3 separate regions of the Sus scrofa genome follow, and regions 1 and 2 are each linked to region 3. A link is a contact called in public HiChIP or PLAC-seq data. All regions are on one chromosome and are shown on one strand. Each heading gives the region's core, a stretch centred on a gene start, on an enhancer-like site or on the middle of the called end of the contact. The rest is flanking DNA. Distances are from core to core; before and after follow the strand shown. Region 1 holds the start of CSNK2B (casein kinase 2 beta). Region 2 holds the start of LSM2 (LSM2 homolog, U6 small nuclear RNA and mRNA degradation associated). Region 3 holds the start of ATF6B (activating transcription factor 6 beta).

The links. HiChIP or PLAC-seq counts read pairs in DNA pulled down with a chosen protein or histone mark.
Region 1: an H3K27ac HiChIP or PLAC-seq map of alveolar macrophages shows a contact between it and region 3. The contact joins the promoter of CSNK2B here to the promoter of ATF6B in region 3. A contact is called at or near these places in 2 of 5 promoter capture datasets (fetal liver and liver), 1 of 47 Hi-C or Micro-C datasets (heart right ventricle) and 1 of 2 datasets of contacts at active chromatin or transcription factors (alveolar macrophages).
Region 2: a contact with region 3 is called in an H3K27ac HiChIP or PLAC-seq map of alveolar macrophages. The contact joins the promoter of LSM2 here to the promoter of ATF6B in region 3. A contact is called at or near these places in 1 of 5 promoter capture datasets (fetal skeletal muscle) and 1 of 2 datasets of contacts at active chromatin or transcription factors (alveolar macrophages).

Annotation. Positions count from the first base shown.
Region 1 is chr7:23,779,786-23,783,259 of Sscrofa11.1, forward strand. It overlaps CSNK2B (casein kinase 2 beta), which reads left to right and starts at 1,409. Exons shown (of 7, transcript NM_001145377.2): 1 at 1,409-1,417; 2 at 2,019-2,101; 3 at 3,338-3,440. The coding sequence starts at 2,030. GPANK1 (G-patch domain and ankyrin repeats 1) reads right to left here and starts at 561. Exons shown (of 3, transcript NM_001145383.1): 1 at 36-561.
Region 2 is chr7:23,907,266-23,910,289 of Sscrofa11.1, forward strand. It overlaps LSM2 (LSM2 homolog, U6 small nuclear RNA and mRNA degradation associated), which reads right to left and starts at 1,258. Exons shown (of 5, transcript NM_001123136.1): 1 at 1,030-1,258; 2 at 353-420. The coding sequence starts at 1,032. HSPA1L (heat shock 70kDa protein 1-like) reads right to left here. Exons shown (of 2, transcript NM_001123128.1): 2 at 2,695-3,024.
Region 3 is chr7:24,169,665-24,173,134 of Sscrofa11.1, forward strand. It overlaps ATF6B (activating transcription factor 6 beta), which reads right to left and starts at 2,067. Exons shown (of 18, transcript NM_001123103.1): 1 at 1,940-2,067; 2 at 1,482-1,561; 3 at 1,257-1,335; 4 at 924-1,015. The coding sequence starts at 2,021. It overlaps FKBPL (FK506 binding protein like), which reads right to left. Exons shown (of 1, transcript NM_001128485.1): 1 at 2,597-3,470. The coding sequence ends at 2,597.

The sequences.
Region 1 (3,474 bases), core at 159-2,658, 390 kb before region 3:
TCTCTGAAACTACTTTACAACTGCGCGGGACATACCATTAAGGAAAACAATCAGCCTGGCTCTTTAAATCTTCCTGGATCCTATTTCGGGGTATTCTTAAACAAAAACAGACTTGACATTTGTCCGGAAGCAGGAAGCCGATTCGCGGGGAGGTTCCACTCGTTGCTTTGCAGCTTCCGTACTGCAAAATGGCGCTACTCTAAGCAAAGGCGTCCACAGTCAAAGCCGCATGCGCAGCTGAATGGGGAGCGGGCGGGGGACAAACAAAAACAATACTGGAGCACGCAGGCGCGCTGCTCCGGGCTATTTCCCGCCCTGGAATCTTTCCAATAACACAAGCGCAAAACGCCACGTGCCCTGGTAGCGCGAGGATCGAGAAATATCTGTCGGTTGGGGTCCTGCTTTTACCTAACGCCCCCACAATGCTCTTCGCCTCCCTCAACGTGGCCCCCGCTCCAAGCTCATTTTCTGGACCTGGGAAACCACCCTCTGGGTTAAGAAAGGCCCTGAGGCGGAGAATGCCCAGAAGCCGTGAAATGAAATAGTCACGCAGCCCCTCACCATTAATCTGACCAGGGTTGGAAGGTCGCACTTAGCACCCGCAGCAGAAGGCCCTGTTCAAGCCTTAAAAGGAAATGGAGAAGTGCAAGGGGACGAGCAACAGAATGGCTGGCGCCACCTCAGGTTAGCGCACGGGACCTTCCCGATTCTCACACCTCTCAGCTCAGCCAGCACACCCTACCCAGGTCCCTCAGCGCGGAACCCGGCCTCACCTCCCACCTCAGGAGATCAAACCCTTGAGTGAAATATGGGCCCCGTTGAGGGTCTCCTTGGCAGGCTGACTCGGACAGGGGGGCTCCACAAGCGATAAGGGCCAGGCAGCTGGTCGGTGATGAGGTCAATGGTCTGGGTAGCAGGGCCGCACGCCTGAGGCTCGTTGTGTGAGAGGGAGCGGCAGTAAATGATCCAGCCTGTCTTGTTCCTTTCCCCGCCCCCTCTCAGCCCCACGGTGATAAGATCACTCGACTATATTTCCCAGGCTCCCTGGCCCAGAACACGGTACTGCGTTTCCGCTTCCGGTGGCGGCTCCCTACGCCCCGCCCCGGAGCGTTTCCCTCAGGGGCCTCGCGACACCAGGGTCGTGGGCGGGTCGTCCTGGGATTCGTAGTTCGCCCTTTCTCAGTTGCGCCAGTTTCTAGCTTCCGAGGACTCCATCTCCCGGCGTTCACCGCGGCGCACGATTTTAAGCGCTTGCGCGTTGCCCTCTTCCCCACCCTCCCCAGTTTCCACTCCCCCCGCCCCACTTCGCCTGCCGCGGTTGGATCCGCGGCCTGCGTTGTAGCCGTCGCCGCGGTTCCTTGGAAGCAGAAACTCCCCTCCCCTCCCCGCCCCCCCGGTCCCAGTCCCCGTCCAGCCGGTGAGTCTGAGGTCGTTGCCGCGCCGCGTCCCCTGTTCCTGGGCGCGGCACAAGGGGTCTCCGTGCCTTGATGTGGGGGTGGGGAAGGAAGTGACCAGGTCCGGGACCGAAGGAAGGAGGGGGTGGTCTGAAGGATGGAGGCGGGATAAGGAGACTCCCGTGAAAGGGACCTAACTGCCATCCCCAGACTTTGAGAAAAAGAGGAGCTTAGCTCTTGCCTGGAAAGAAACTTCGGAAACCTTGGGAATGGGGCCGGGGACAAACGGAGACTTGCGGGGGTAGGGAATCTGAGCCGCAGGCCCTGCTGGAGTTGACATAGAGGAGAGAGGGGCCTGGCCTTGGGGAGCGTTAGGGATGTGGATAGGACTAATGGGTCAAGACCTGCCGGTTACACACAAGTGTTGGGACCCCAGAGAATTTCCTGTCTCTGAAAAAAGGGGTTGAGGTGTGAATAGGAGGAGCTGGAGAGAACTGCTCCAGTCTAGGATCCTTTAAGAAAGGGTGGCCCTAAATTCTTCTGTGGTTGGAGGGCAAAGTGTGGGAAGAGGGAGGATATCAGAGGCAGGGAGGAGAGCTTAGGCTGACACTCTTCTTTTTCTAGCTGAAGTGAAGATGAGCAGCTCAGAGGAGGTGTCCTGGATTTCCTGGTTCTGTGGGCTCCGTGGCAATGAATTCTTCTGTGAAGTGAGTTCTTAACCTCCTTGTCCCTTTCCACATATAATCTGGCCAGGCATTCTCTCGCATAGTATATATTCAGTTTCTAGATACTTGTTTTACAGTCTTCCGTAAAAACCCTTTCACGTTAAGAAAGAGTCTCCTTAGTAATTCTCTCACTAACTCATACTGAAGGCAAGACTGGGCCTCAGGTTGACCCTGCCACCCTCCAGCAATGTAATGTTGGACTCATCAACCCATGTTTTTATTACCACAGTGCTACCGGTAGCACCTGTTTCTGGTAGCTATTAGGAGAATTAAGACACCTCACGTTAAAATGTTTTGTAACGTGCAGAGCTGTGTGTTAACATAAGGGATTGTGAGCGCCTTCAGAACCCAAGCTGTTCAGCCTCCACCTTCCTCAGCAAGCCAGCTGCCCCTAAGGAGAGGCCAAAACTGACTCTTAGAGATGGGAAGCAGGAATGGGGACAGGATTTTTTTTTTTTTTTTTTTTTTTGGAGGCGGGGGTTGAATCAAAGCTGCAGCTGCTGGCCTATGCCCCAGCCACAGCAACCTGGGGATCCAAGGATACTAGTCAGGTTCATTACCGCTCAGCCACGACAGGAACTCTTTTTGCAGGGGGAGGGCTGGAGGCGTCCCACAGCATACAGGAGTTCCTGGGCCAAAGATATTGAACCAGTGCCACAACTATAACAGTGCCAGATCCTTAACCAGGCAATTCTAGAACAAGGATCTTTTTTTTTTTTTTTTTTTTTTTTTTGTCTTTTCTAGGGCCACACCCGCGGCATATGGAGGTTCCCAGGCTAGGGGTCCAATCAGAGCCATAGCCACCGACCTGCACCACAGCCACAGTAACGGGAGATCCGAGCGGCGTCTGTGACCTACACCACAGCTCACGGCAACACCGGATCCTTAACCCACTGAGTGAGACCAGGGATTGAACCCGCAACCTCATGGTTCTTAGTTGGATTTGCTAACCACTGAGCCACGATGGGAACTCCCTAGGACAGGGATCTTGAAATAAATGTCTTTCTAAGGAGAGGACTGCTATACTTGCTTATCCTTAGAAAAGAAAAGCCAAGCTGTTAGGAGCAGGCAGTATATGTGAACTGAGAAAAGTGACTTATGTATTTCTGCAGAGCTGGGGGCAGAAGCAGTCGTGTCGAGGCTAAAGCACCAGTTAGAGCAACTTGCCTAGGTCAAAGCTGGGGATTCTGCTTTACTCTTGACTTCACGTCCTGACAGGTGGATGAAGACTACATCCAGGACAAATTCAATCTCACTGGACTCAACGAGCAGGTGCCTCATTATCGACAAGCCCTAGACATGATCTTGGACCTGGAACCTGGTGAGATACTCTCAGAATTGTTTTGTGTATATGT
Region 2 (3,024 bases), core at 8-2,507, 260 kb before region 3:
AAAAAAACTACCAAAATTTTTGTACATAAATCTTTACTTCTGGAGTCAATACTTACATTTCTAGAATTTGGGTCAAAGGACCATGTGATTTCATCAGAAAAAACTTTTATTAAAAAAAAGTGATTGATGCCTCTGCCCCCTGACTTCTTTCTAGTACTTACATTTTTCTTTGGATCTTCTTCCCATAAAGATAAAACTCTGCAGCTAATCTGTCAGTTTAAGGCACAAGTCATTTCTTTCGTTTGTCTCTCTCCCATCTTGCCCAGCCCTCAAATACTTGTCAAATTAAAGAGGTTGTTCCGGAGGGCTGGGCACATCCACCCCCTACAGACTTGTCGGAACAGGTACCTACCTCAGGTCATTCTTGAGTTCCACGACCACATCCTTGCCCACAAGGGACTTGAAAAAGGAATAGAAGAGCTATTGGGCGAGAGGGGGAAAAAACATCATATGGGAAGGGACTTGGGCAGAGGCGTGTTCCCCGGCCAGTATTATGAGATACTGGTCCTGGGGATCCCCGCCGCATCTCTCTGGCAGTTCTCAAAACTTAAGAGGAAAGAATACTCGGAAAAACGGCTGGAGCCCCGGTGATTACTACCTCGAGCGCCTGACCTAAAGCCCGGGAGAGAGGCTCTGGCCCGCACGCCTCGGGCTCGGCTCTCAGTGGACCACCTCTCCCGGCGTCCTGCCCCCACTACCCAGTGAAGGGTACCAAGTGTAACACCCGCACCCTCTCGGGGCCTGGTCTGTCAGGGAAGTGCTCCTTGAGGTCTAGCTTTTCCCTCTCCTGCTGTTCCCGCCGACTCAAACAAATAAGACCCATTCGTTTTGAGGTCTCTCCCCAACGAACCTGATTTGCAGGAAGTAAGGAGGGAGAGAAAAATCCCAGGGCCCAACGTCAGCCCAAAGGAACAAAGCTCCCGGAGGGCCCCCCCGCCCCGCCGCCGCCCCGCGACCCCGTCTCCGTCCCCAACCATCCCAACGGTCGCGCTCCCCGAGGGCGCCCCCTTGTGACATCACGGTACCTACCATTGTGCTTGCACCGCGGGATGCCCGCCTGACCGGGAAGGCGAGGGCCGGGTACCGCGGTCCGGAGGCCGGGCGGGAACCGGAGCACAAGGCCGCGCGCGAGGCGGGGCGGGGTTGCGCAGGGGCGGCGGGAAGCGCCGCGGAAAGCTCAGGGTGACGGAGGAGAGCGGACCGTGCGCTCCGGCTACAAGCAGAGCGGGCGGGGTAGGACCGAGGGGACGCGAAAGCCAGGGAAGGGGCGGGGCTTCCCGCCTTCCGACTTCCTCCCCAAGCGGCCGGCTCCCACTGCGCAGGCTCGGGCTCTGACGGCTCCCCCGGCTTTCAAGTTTTCTTCCTTTTAAAAATAGTGTGGTTCCAGCATGATTTGCTCATACCCTGAAGACACTTACTATTGCAAACTGGGCGTTTGTGAAAACCCATGATGATTTGTACACTTTTCTATGTCTCTTACACTTTGATAAAAGTAAAAATGTTTGAGTTCCCAAGATCAGGAACCTGCACACAAATCCGATTTTGTCAAAGGTTCCCGATAAACTTATTTCTCCTGAGAACCCAACCTCAGTCCACATTTCTTTTACGCTTTTGCCTAGGGCTTTCCTGTAAGGGGCTGAGTAAAGCAAAACCGACTGACTCAGGGATAGAAATACCCATTCTGATATTTCACTTCCAAACATTGCCCTCTCAAACACAAAGGGACACAAATTCACAGTTACATGTATTTCTATACTCATGTCCCCAAAGCATTATCAGTATGCGATGACGCAAAAGGTGAAATTTTTTTTTCAAGGAATGAGATCCAAATAAATTCTCCATTTTCTCCTTTTTCTTTTTTGGTCTTTTTAGGGCCGCACCCACAGCATATGGAGGTTCCCCGGCTAGGGGTCCAATGGAGCTATAGCTGCCGGCCTAGGACAGAGCCACAGCAACACAGGATCCTAGCCGCGTCTACGACCTACACTACAACTCATCTCATGGCAATAATGGATTCTCAACCCACTGAGCGAGGCCAAGGATTGAACCCACAACCTTATGGTTCCTAGTCGGATTTGTTTCTGCTGTGCCACGATGGGAACTCCTAAATTCTCTGTTTCTAATCTTGCAAAAAAGCATCCATCTGGGAGTTCCCATTGTGGCACAGTGTAAATTAACCTATTATCCATGAGGATGCAGGTTCAATGCCTCACTCTGAGTCAGGGATCCGGTATTGCCATGAGCTGTGGTGTAGGATGCAGAGGGTGGCTCAGATCCCTTGTGGCTGTGGCTGTGGCCTAGGCTGGCAGCTACAGCTCTGCTTGGACCCCTAGCCTGGGAATTTTCATATGCCACAGGTGCAGCCCTAAAAAGCAAAACAAACAAACAAACAAACAAACAAAACAAAACAAAACAAAAAACCTCACTACCCATTTGTTAGGAGTTTGTTGTAGAAATATTTTCAGCATGTAAAGGATGTAATAAGGGACCCTGTGAGTGACAGACCCCACTGATAAGTAACACCAGGACATCAAGCAGAAGTTTGTACCTCTGAACCCTAAGCACCTAAATCAGTCTATCCCTGAATATAAGCAGTAACTATTGTAACTCTACTAATAACTATTCTGAGGCTAAAGGTGACTAATGATCAAAAGTTATTTCCCCTTGAAATGATTAGCTTATGAAAATTCAAAGACTTTGCCCACGCCGGCTTAATCATTCACAATTAGCTCACAGACGACATGTGCTCACTGCACAAACTCTCCTTTTCCCTACTAAGAGACACTCAAATCACAGCCTAAAGATACCAGAAGTAATTTGCTTTAGGAACAAATTTACTGAGGGACAAATAACCATCCACACAGGAAGAAGAAACTTGGAAAGCTGGAAATAAATAACACACATTCAAATTCTTCAAATGGTTCAGTGATGGGTCTAGTTTTCCTAAGATTCTCATTCCAGGGTCAGAAACAGGACGTTGCAGTGTGCAAAGATGGTATTTGCGACTCCTCTGTCAGAATCCAA
Region 3 (3,470 bases), core at 817-3,316:
GTATTCACCATTCTCCCTAAGCTGCCCCCGGCCCCTTGTTCTCCCTTTCTACTTTATTCTTGGGGGAGGTGACAAAGTCTCATATTTCAAATACTGCCTTAGAGTGGACAATTGCGTCAAGAACAGTTCCAGAGGAGTTCCTATTGTGGCTCAGTTGTAATGAACCCAACTAGTATCCATGAGGATGCGGGTTCAATCCCTGGCCTTGCCCAGTGGGTTAAGGATCTGATGTGGCCATAAGCTGCCGTGTAGGTCACAGATGCAGCTCAGATTCCGAGCTGCTGTGGCTGTGGTGTAGGCCGGCAGGTGCAGCTCTGATTCAACCTCTAGCCTGGGAACTTCCATATGCCCCACATGCAGCCCTAAAAGCAAAAGCAAAACAGTTCCAGAATACTCAGGAGTTAACAATCCTTTTCTTCTCAGCCCCACCATGTCTGCCACCTATTTCTGTGTATCAGAAACTCCAGAGTTCCCATTGTGGCGCAGTGGAAACGAATCTGATTAGGAGCCATGAGGTAGCAGGTTCGATCCCCGGCCTCGCTCAGTGGATTGAGGATCTGGTGTTGCCATGAGCTGTGGTGTAGATCACAGACACGCTCAGATCTGGCATTGCTGTGGCTCTCACGTAGGCCGGCGGCTACAGTTCCAATTAGACCCTTAGCCTGGGAACCTCCATATGCTGCAGGTGCGGCCCTAAAAAGGACAAAAGACAGAAAAAAAAAAAAAGAAACTCCATCTTCAGTTCTAGACAACCAGAGTGGTGATGTGAAAATGAGGATATGAAAGAAATTGCAAATGCACAAAAGAAGCCCCCCCCCCCAACCGGGACTCATAACACACAAATCATTCCACCAGCATCTATAGGTGAAGGGATGGGAGGAGAGTCCCTGCCACAGAAAGTAGGAGGGACAAGACTCTCTCACCTGGCTGGAGGGCTCTGTGGAAAGATGTGATGCTTCAGAGCTGAGGGAGGAGGAAGAGCAGGGGGAGGATGGCTCAGACTTCACCTGAAGATCTGGGGGGAAAAGAGTAAGAAAATAACCGGGAAGCAGAGCCTGACAAAAGTTTGAAAAGTACCCAAGGACATGGGGTAAGAGCCCCTCACTGGGGTGAGGAGGAAGGAGCACACATAAGAGATCAAAAGGGGGGAGTACACGGGCACTCGTGTGAGAAAACGAGGAACTGCATAGTTGCTGGGAAACAATGGGAAGATAACGGTTTCTGAAAGGATGAGGGAATCACAAAGGGTATCTTACCTGGGAAGATAGGCAGAGGGTCCCAGGGGGGTTCGGGAGGGCTGACATCCATCCCCAAGTCCAGGGAGCTGCTGCCAAACTGAACAGGAGAGGGTATTAGATGGCAGGAGTGTGAGGCTGAAGGGATGGCTCCGGATGAGCTCTGGCCTGGGGATAAGCCCCAGTTCTGAGACCACTTCCACCCACCAAGGGTAAGAGTCAAGGCCAAGGCCCGGGGAGCGATACCGGGACATCTTCCTCCGGGCAACGGAAAAGCTGCGTCGGCTCCTCGGCCACTTCATCCAGGCCGGCGTACAAGGTGCTGTCTGCAAGAGGGGCGGAGGGTCAGCGGAGTCGTCCGCTAGCGCAGCCTTCGGAACCCCACAACAGCCCTCGCCCCGTCGCTCACTGCCTCTGCGCGGCCAGATCCACCGCCCGCCCACTTGAAAAGTGATCCAGCCAGAGAACTCCAGCCCCTCCTTCCCCGACCCCGGAACAACTCCATATTTCCGCAGGGAGGGGAGGTCTGCCCCAACTCCCGCATCTCCCCGAAAGCACCACCAGCCCCCCTGTTCCGCCTTCCTCAGAATGATGGATTCCGTATCTGTCCAGCCTTCCTCTTTGGGCCTCCGCTTCCTCCTGCGTGCCTCAGGGGCACAATATGCCACAGCCCCCTCCCCTCCCCGAGGCCTCACTCCGCACACCCCAGTCCTCCGGGCTCAGCAAGTTGTCGGTGAAAAAACGCGTCGGGTCCGCAATCTCGCTGAGGAGCATCAGCTCCGCCATCTTTCCCCCCCACCCCCCAACCACGAGACAGTTCCCAAGGCCCGCCTCTCCCATCATCAACTAATCGGCTGGCTCCTCAAAAGTGGGGGAACGCCCCGGAAGCTCTCCCAACCAGTAAGAGACCTGGGTATTGAGCACGTGAGACAATATAGGCGGTGGCTGTATAGGACCGGCCAATAGGAGCGCCCCGGAGGCTAGCACCTCCGCAATACCAGGCAGTGAAGTTTGCGCGTGCGCCAAGCCGGACCCAGCCTGAAAGCGCCTAGGAAACGTAGGTACCGGGTTTTGAAGGTTCGCCGTCTCCCCCAAACAGTACTGAATTTAGAAGTTTAGATAGCTTGTGTTCATCTTTGGAGATAGATAAGCCCCGCAAAATATACCACACGTGACCATAAGGCTTTTTCATGGTAAAACGGTAAAGAGGTACATACACTAAGACCACTGCTACCTTCCCTAGGAAGGCAAAAGCTGGTAAAAGTATGTGGGTGAAATCCTCCCACTGGCCCCTCCCCCCAAAACTCACAACATAGACCACAATTCACAGGTTCCTGTCTCTTTTAAGGTTTAACTTTTAATTAGCCAAACATCTTGCGCAGTCCCTGAGCCAGTCCTGCATCTTGTTTCTTCCCTTGAATGATCACCTTTCCCAGCTCCTCCTGGGCTGCCCGATTTTTGGGGTCTACTGCCAGCACTTTCTTGAGGTCAGCAGTTGCTTTGTCCAGGTTCCCAAGAGCAGCCTGGGCAACCCCCCTTCGGTACAAGGCCTTTAAATGGCCAGGCTCCCGCTCCAGCACCCGGTCACAGCTCTGGGCTGCCAAATGGGGCTGCCCTAGCAGCAACTGACAGGCAGCCAGATTGGCATGAAGGACAGTTCGTTCTGGAGAGCCAGGTGGAGGTAAAGTCAGCAGCAGCCGAAGAGCCCGTCCATAGCATCGGGCAGCCCCTTCAGGGTTCCCAGCTCTAAATAATTCTGTGCCCCGTGCACGTTCTTCCCTGGCCAGGGCCTCCTTTTCGGTGGGCTCTAGCTCCCAGGAGTCCCGGCCTTGAGTGAAGGAGGCCAGTTTGAGCCTGACAGGAGGTCCAGAGCGCCCAGGGAGCTGAAGTTCTGCCTCCTCACCTTGACACATGGACTCCAAGCACTTCTCTACAAGCTCTCCCCAAGTTTCCTCCCTCCATGGGCCTAACCCCATAGTTAGCTCTGTCCAGCCCTCTGGCAGCCCTGACCCCAAAGGAAATCCCAAAACCTGTACCCGGCAGCGGGAGCCCAGCTTGGGTTTGTCCAAGCCGTGGCCATGGATTAGGATCTTTTTGACAAAGCTCCCATCGGGGCAGTACCAGAGTTCAGAAGCTTGAAGGGGCTCTGGCATCTCACTGGCTGGTCCATGAGATTTATCAGAATCTCCTTCACGTCCAACGGCCAGCTTTTCAATTTCTTGAAGATTTTCTAGA